2 separate regions of the Mus musculus genome follow, and region 1 is linked to region 2. A link is a contact called in public HiChIP or PLAC-seq data. All regions are on one chromosome and are shown on one strand. The core of a region is the stretch at or near the end of the contact, and the rest is flanking DNA. Distances in the headings are between cores, read along the strand shown. Region 1 has its middle 13 kb from the start of Rps6ka1. Region 2 overlaps Slc9a1 (solute carrier family 9 (sodium/hydrogen exchanger), member 1).

Region 1 (3,054 bases), core at 30-2,529, 520 kb after region 2:
CCACTGAGTCTGATGGTTTTTTTACATTTTGAAATAATTTTAAGTGAAGAAAAAAAAAGTGACGATGCATGACATTTGTACAAAATTCAGATTTGAACACGCGTAAATAAAGTTTTATTGGAACACAGCCATGCTCCGTTTGTGGCTCCTCTGTGCTTCCTTCTCACTACGTTAAGTAGTTGCAACAGAGACCATATGGCCTGCGAAGTCTGAAATATTTACGATCAGTCTCTTGGGAAACAGTGTGTGGCGGGCTCTAGGAACTTACATTCTTAGAGGAGACAGAGAGTCAAACAAGCAGGTCAGGCCTGTCCAAGTGGAATATTTCCTTTCAGGCTGCTTCTCTGGAGCCCCAACCCTGAGGAAGGGAAATGTTCCACCCACCAGGTGCCACCCAATAGCAGCTCAGCATCCCATCATTGTGACCAGCCAATAGGATCTGAGCTAATAGGATCCACCCAGATCCCCTTCCCTTATCCCAGAATGTGGACTCAGGAGCCGCTTTGTGGGGACGACAGAACTCATCACCCTTTTGTGGGTTTGTTGTTGATGTTTTTGAGACAGTATCTTACTCTCTAACCCAGGCTAGTCTAGAACTTACTATGTAGACCAGAGTGGCTTCAAACCAGCCAGAGTCCTGTTGCCTCGATGTCTCAAGTGATGGAATTATAGGGACAAGCCATCACATCTAGTCTGTAGAGAGTGATAGGGTTGCCAATGAAAGAACTCAGTGGGGAAACCCCCACTCAACTCCCGATTCGGCGTGCACCCAAGAATCACGAATAGAACACAACACCTTGATGTAACAACAAGAGGTATTTTAATGGCGGAGCTCCGGATCGAAACGTATCTCACACAGGAGACAGTGGATTCGACCACGAGGCTTGGAAGCTAGGGGTTTTTATAGAAAAGGAGTGGGGCTGGGGGAGGAATTGGCGCAGTTTCACATGATTGGTCCATTTAAACATCAGCAGCCTGTAACATTTAACTTAGGTCAGAGGGGTGGGAGATACGGAGGCGATGGGCCTGCCCGGGCATGTCCTGGTCTGTTCTGCTATGTTCTCAGCCCCAGGTTTCAAAGCTCACAAACAACTCTTTGGGCTATTTGACATACATTACATGAATTACAGTTTTATTTCCTTTCACCTCTATCCCTTTGTGGCACTGTGGCGGCCCGCCATGTGTGCAGCGGATCTCTGGGCACTGTCTTCATTCCCCTGCCTGGAAGGGGCAGGTGTGGCTTATGGATTTGTTTCTGAAGAAACTAAGACCTACATCAGCCGCTGACTTGCTACCAGCCCTTGTGGTGTCAGAACTGGAAAGTTAGCTTTGGGAGGTACCTCTGGGCTCACCTTAGTCAGAGCTTGGAAACTGGTGGCCTAGGGCAGAATCTACTGAGGGTGGTGGCCTGTTAGCTCTGTTCAAGCACTGAGCCATGCATTCTCTGTAAGACTTTTAAGACATTGTAATGACAATGGGTACGCCTTTTATTGTCTCCACATTCCCGCAATTCTAAATGAGGTTAGTGATAAAACTGTCCTTTCTTGAAGGGCGTGGTGGCGCACGCCTTTAATCCCACCACTTGGGAGGCAGAGGCAGGCGGATTTCTGAGTTCGAGGCCAGCCTGGTCTACAGAGTGAGTTCCAGGACAGCCAGGGCTATGCAGAGAAACACTGTCTCAAAAAACAAAAAAAACAAAACAAAACAAAAAACAACAACAAAAAAACCAAAACAAAAAAACAAACTGTCCTTTCTCTGAGCAGGGCAGAGTGCCTCCTGCCTTTAATTCTAGCACTTTGGGAGGCAAAGGCAGCCGAATCCCTGTTTGTTTAAGGCCAGCCCGGTCTACACAATGAGTTCCAGGATAGCCAGGGCTACATACAGAAATCCTGTCTCAAAAAACCAAAACAACATTCTTCATGGGTGACCTCTGTGGTGGCCTTGTGTGTTCTGCATGAACACAACCCTGGTTTCAACCCCCAGCACTAAAACCATTGTCATTTCTAAGATCGTTCTCCCCTGCCGCTGCCCCTGCCCCGCCCCCCTGCCCTCTTACTGGGGCAGGGATGCACAAGTGCATGTCACAGTGGTCAGAGGACGTGTTGTGGGAGTTGGCTATCCCCTTTTACCTGTGGGTTCCAGGGATCAAACTCAGGCTGTCAGGCTTGGTGGCAAGCGCCTTTAACCACTGAGCCATTTCACTGGCCCCCAAAGAGATCTTTCTGTTGGGCGAAACAATTTGTGTTATCATGGTGAAATTTAAAAAAGAGAACATAGAGCTGAGCAGAGAGCCCCGGGCCTGGATGCTCAGGAGGCAGCACTCTTTGGGCGTTTGTTTGTTTGTTTTATAAAAGAACTGGCTATGGTGGTGCAGACTGTTAAAGCAGCGCTCTGGAGGCAGAGGCAGGCAGAGCTCTGTGAGTGCGAATGAAAACGGCTGGCCTATTGAGTTTCAGTGCAGAAAGACAGCCAGGGCTGCATAGAGAGAGTCTGCCTCAAAAAGCTATAGAGAGACAGACACACAGACAGATAGGTAGTATTATTTAAAACATCAGGCCTTTTATAGGCATGCAGAGCTATGTCCAGTTTATTTAGTGCAAGGGATCAAACCCGTGGCCTCTGGGATTTTACCAGTTTGAGACTCTTCCCCTGTCCTAACATACTGTCTTGATTATTGAGATTTTGGTATGTCCTTAGGTTTTGTTCCCCAAACCCAACTTCATGCCAGTCTTGGCATTTCTCCTACAATTTCTCCACTGCAAAATCCTAGAACGTTTGCCATAATGACCACTATATTACTGATTTTTTTTTAATTTTTAATTTTTTTGGTTTTTCGAGACAGGGTTTCTCTGTATAGTCCTGGCTGTCCTGGAACTCACTCTGTAGACCAGGCTGGCCTCAAACTCAGAAATCCACCTGCCTCTCAAGTGCTGGAATTAAAGGCGTGCGCCACCACGCCCGGCTTACATTACTGATTTTTAAAAAGTGAGGTGGGGACAAGGGGAGGGCAGAAGAGATGGCTCAGCGGTCAAGAGCACTGACTGCTTTTCTAGA
Region 2 (3,122 bases), core at 455-2,954:
TCCTGAGACAGGGTTTCTCTGTATAGCCCTGGCTGTCCTGGAACTCACTCTGTAGACCAGGCTGGCCTCGAACTCAGAAATCCGCCTGCCCCTGCCTCCCAAGTGCTGCGATTAAAGGTGTGCACCACCACTGCTTTGTGGCTTTGTTTTTGTTCTTAATTAACAGGGGGTTTCACTCTGTAGCTCTGGCTGGCCTCAGAGAGGTCTGTGGTCTGTGGCCTCTGCCTCCTGAGTACTTGGGTTAAAGTTGTATCCCTCCACCCCCAGCCATACTGAATGTTAGTAAAGATCCAGCTGGGCGGTGGTGACAGTGGCAGCGGTAGCAGTGGTGGTCTTGCAGGCCTTTAACTCCAGCAATCAGGAGGGAGGCAGAGACAGGCAGATGACTCCATAGTAACTTCCAGTACAGCCAGACTTTGTCTCAAGAAAGATTCAAAGTGGTGCTTTAAGAGAGAAAATGGGCTGGTGAGATGGCTCAGCCGGTAAGAGCACCGGACTGCTCTTCTGAAGGTCCGGAGTTCAAATCCCAGCAACCACATGGTGGCTCACAACCGTCCGTAATGTGATCTGACTCCCTCCTCTGGAGTGTTTGAAGACAACTACAGTGTACTTACATATAACCAATAAATAAATCTTTAAAAAAAAAAGAAAGAAAAAAAAAAGAGAGAGAAAATGATGGGACGCACCCACATCGGTAACCTGGGTGGTTGTTAAGAGGGACAGTGTCTCTCCCATGGGAAAGGAGGGCTGTAGGAGCTGGGCGGCCAGAGCTCTGGTCACTCAGCAAGGTTCTCAGCATCCTCTCATGCACCCATGTGGCTGTGAAGTCAGAGGGAGGCTTGCCTCCTCACCTCCTAGTGTGTGGAGCAGCAAACCTTAGAAATGAAGTAGGAGTGTTCTTTTTGTCAGCGTGTGGGAGGCTCTCCTCCACCCCAACCCGAGGAGAGGGGAAGGAGAGAAGCAACTGTCAGTGGGAACTCCGAGGAAGCAAGGAGAGTGAGGAGGGCTGACCTCAGATCTCAGGTGTTCTGCTTCTTTTGCTGTGGGGATTGAACCTGGGGCCTTGCCCACCTCCCACCCCCAGCTCTGGTCTTCTCTGACCTTGTGGCTGTAGATAAGGCAGACCTCTCAGCCCATCCCCTGGTGTGTGTGATCTGGTGGTTAATTATATTAGTGGGTTTTTTATTTTTATTTTCTAGCTGTTTCTTGTTAAATTCCTAGTTGAGAGATTCCTGGGTGCTTTGCTTGCACGGTGATAAACAAACCTAACTCAGGCCAACTTTGGAGCCTGTGATCTTCTAGTGTCATGTTCAAGGCCCTTTCAATTGAGAACTTCCATTTTCCCATCATCATTCTGAACTGGAGCCTTGAAAGCCTTGAATATTCTTCTGTCTTGCTCAGTTTTAAAAAAAGGGTTTAGGGAAAACTGACGCAGTCCAGGGTCCACGGTGAAGAAATAGCCATCTAAGAGGTAGCATTCATACACCCAGGAATGACTGGGACCTAGGGCAAAGGGGCCCCAGATGCCCTCTGGGGAGAGCCTGCACTCAGCCTGCAGCCGGGCTCCTCCCTCCTGTCAGCCCCCCACCTGCTTTTCTTCTGATCTAGGCAGAGAAGTCTCGCTCAGCACAGGCAGGGCCCGGGTTACTCCTGAGTCATCCCGCCCGCCTGCCCGCCCGCCCGCCGTGTGGGCTCCTCCTGCGGCTCTAGCTCCCTCTGCAAATGTCTGAGTCAGACGAGTCTCCCCAAGGTTGTCTGCACACACCGCACTGGGCCAAACCGTCTCTTTAGATGCCAATAAACATCAACTGATACTTTAGGCAGCCTGTGATTATATGTGGGTATTTTTAATCTTATGGGCTAATCTAATTTTAACTGAACTAAGTTTTAGGTTGGCCTGGATCAGTGGGCTGCCCCTCTTCTCTGGAATCCTGCTGATTTCATTTCCTCCCCCAAGCCCATCCAGCATGCAGGACTGGTTTTGGTTATCAGGCTGGACTGATCTCTGAATTCTAATACTGCTTCCCAGAAAGCAGGAGCTCCCCAGATCATCCCAGCAAATTCCTGTAAATACATGTCCTCTGGTGTTCTGACTGAGGGCTAGGGTGAGGAGTTCTGTTCCTTCCCAGGCCTCTCAAACTAGAGTGGCTCTTCTGTAATGAGAGGAGTCTGTCTGACATCACAGCTTTATGTGTGACAGAGCCCAGAAGTTTACCAAACCCAGTCAGTAGCCAGCACCACTTGTGTAGCCTTTGCTGCATGCAGGGTAAGGCTTGGGAAGGCTGTGTCTTTTGTGCTGGCTAGCCTGAAGAAAAGGAGGCAGGAGAGACAGCCGTGGTAGTCTGCCTGCAGGCTCTTAGCTTGCACTCCTCCATGCACTAGAAAAAGTAAAACTGGGCCCTGTTCAGCAGGCGCTCGCAGTGTGCTCAGGGCTGGACGAGATGAGACAAGACATAATAGATGTGATGTGTCTGAGGGCTGGGCAGACTCTTGGCAGAGGGCAAGTTGAGAGGGAGTGGGCAGTCCCTGAGAGCTGCAGTGGTAGAGGAGGTGAGGTGGGACCTGAGTGGAACCTTGGAGGGAACGAAAGCAGAGCAACGTGCTGTACTAGAGGCTGACCCCGTCCGTCCATGTGGGCGAGCATGGGAGCCCCTGGAAGGCAGGGCCTGTGTGCTTGCTTCCTTCTGCTATCCCTTCCACCCCTGCCCTCTCATTCTACCTCCTTTCTTTGTCTCTGTCCCCCCTCCCGCTTGTCTTTCTTTCTTTCTTTCTTTCTTTCTTTCTTTCTTTCTTTCTTTCTTTCTTTCTTTCTTTCTTTCTTTCTTTCTTTCTTTCTTTCTTTCTTTCTTTCTTTCTTTCTTTCTTTCTTTCTTTCTTGATATGGTACCAGTAAAAGCTAGGAACCTTGCTGGACAGATTTTAAATGAGCTGTAATACTCTGTATTTACTTTCTTATCTGTTTGCTTCTGGCACAAGGAAAGGCCTCTGTAAATATTGGGGAATGAATGGGGGAAGGAAGGAAGGAAGGAAGGAAGGAAGGAAGGAAGGAAGGAAGGAAGGAAGGAAGGAAGGAAGGAAGACGTACCTGACTTCCATGTGGAAAAGGGGTCCATACAGAGATT

What was found. HiChIP or PLAC-seq counts read pairs in DNA pulled down with a chosen protein or histone mark.
Region 1: an H3K27ac HiChIP or PLAC-seq map of embryonic stem cells shows a contact between it and region 2, with 5 read pairs. The contact joins two enhancer-like sites. A contact is called at or near these places in 3 of 115 datasets of contacts at active chromatin or transcription factors (embryonic stem cells, microglia and pancreatic cancer cells).

Annotation. Positions count from the first base shown.
Region 1 is chr4:133,899,157-133,902,210 of GRCm38.p6, forward strand. No RefSeq gene overlaps it. Among named protein-coding and RNA genes, the nearest start is that of Rps6ka1, 13 kb to the left of the region's middle. Within about 2 kb of position 1,280, at least 37 of the 459 cell types and tissues checked have an H3K27ac peak or open chromatin away from gene starts, as enhancers often do. A contact at or near this core is called in embryonic stem cells, where this site is marked.
Region 2 is chr4:133,376,752-133,379,873 of GRCm38.p6, forward strand. All of the region lies in intron 1 of Slc9a1 (solute carrier family 9 (sodium/hydrogen exchanger), member 1), which reads left to right. Among named protein-coding and RNA genes, the nearest start is that of Mir5122, 8.5 kb to the left of the region's middle. Within about 2 kb of position 1,705, at least 254 of the 459 cell types and tissues checked have an H3K27ac peak or open chromatin away from gene starts, as enhancers often do. A contact at or near this core is called in embryonic stem cells, where this site is marked.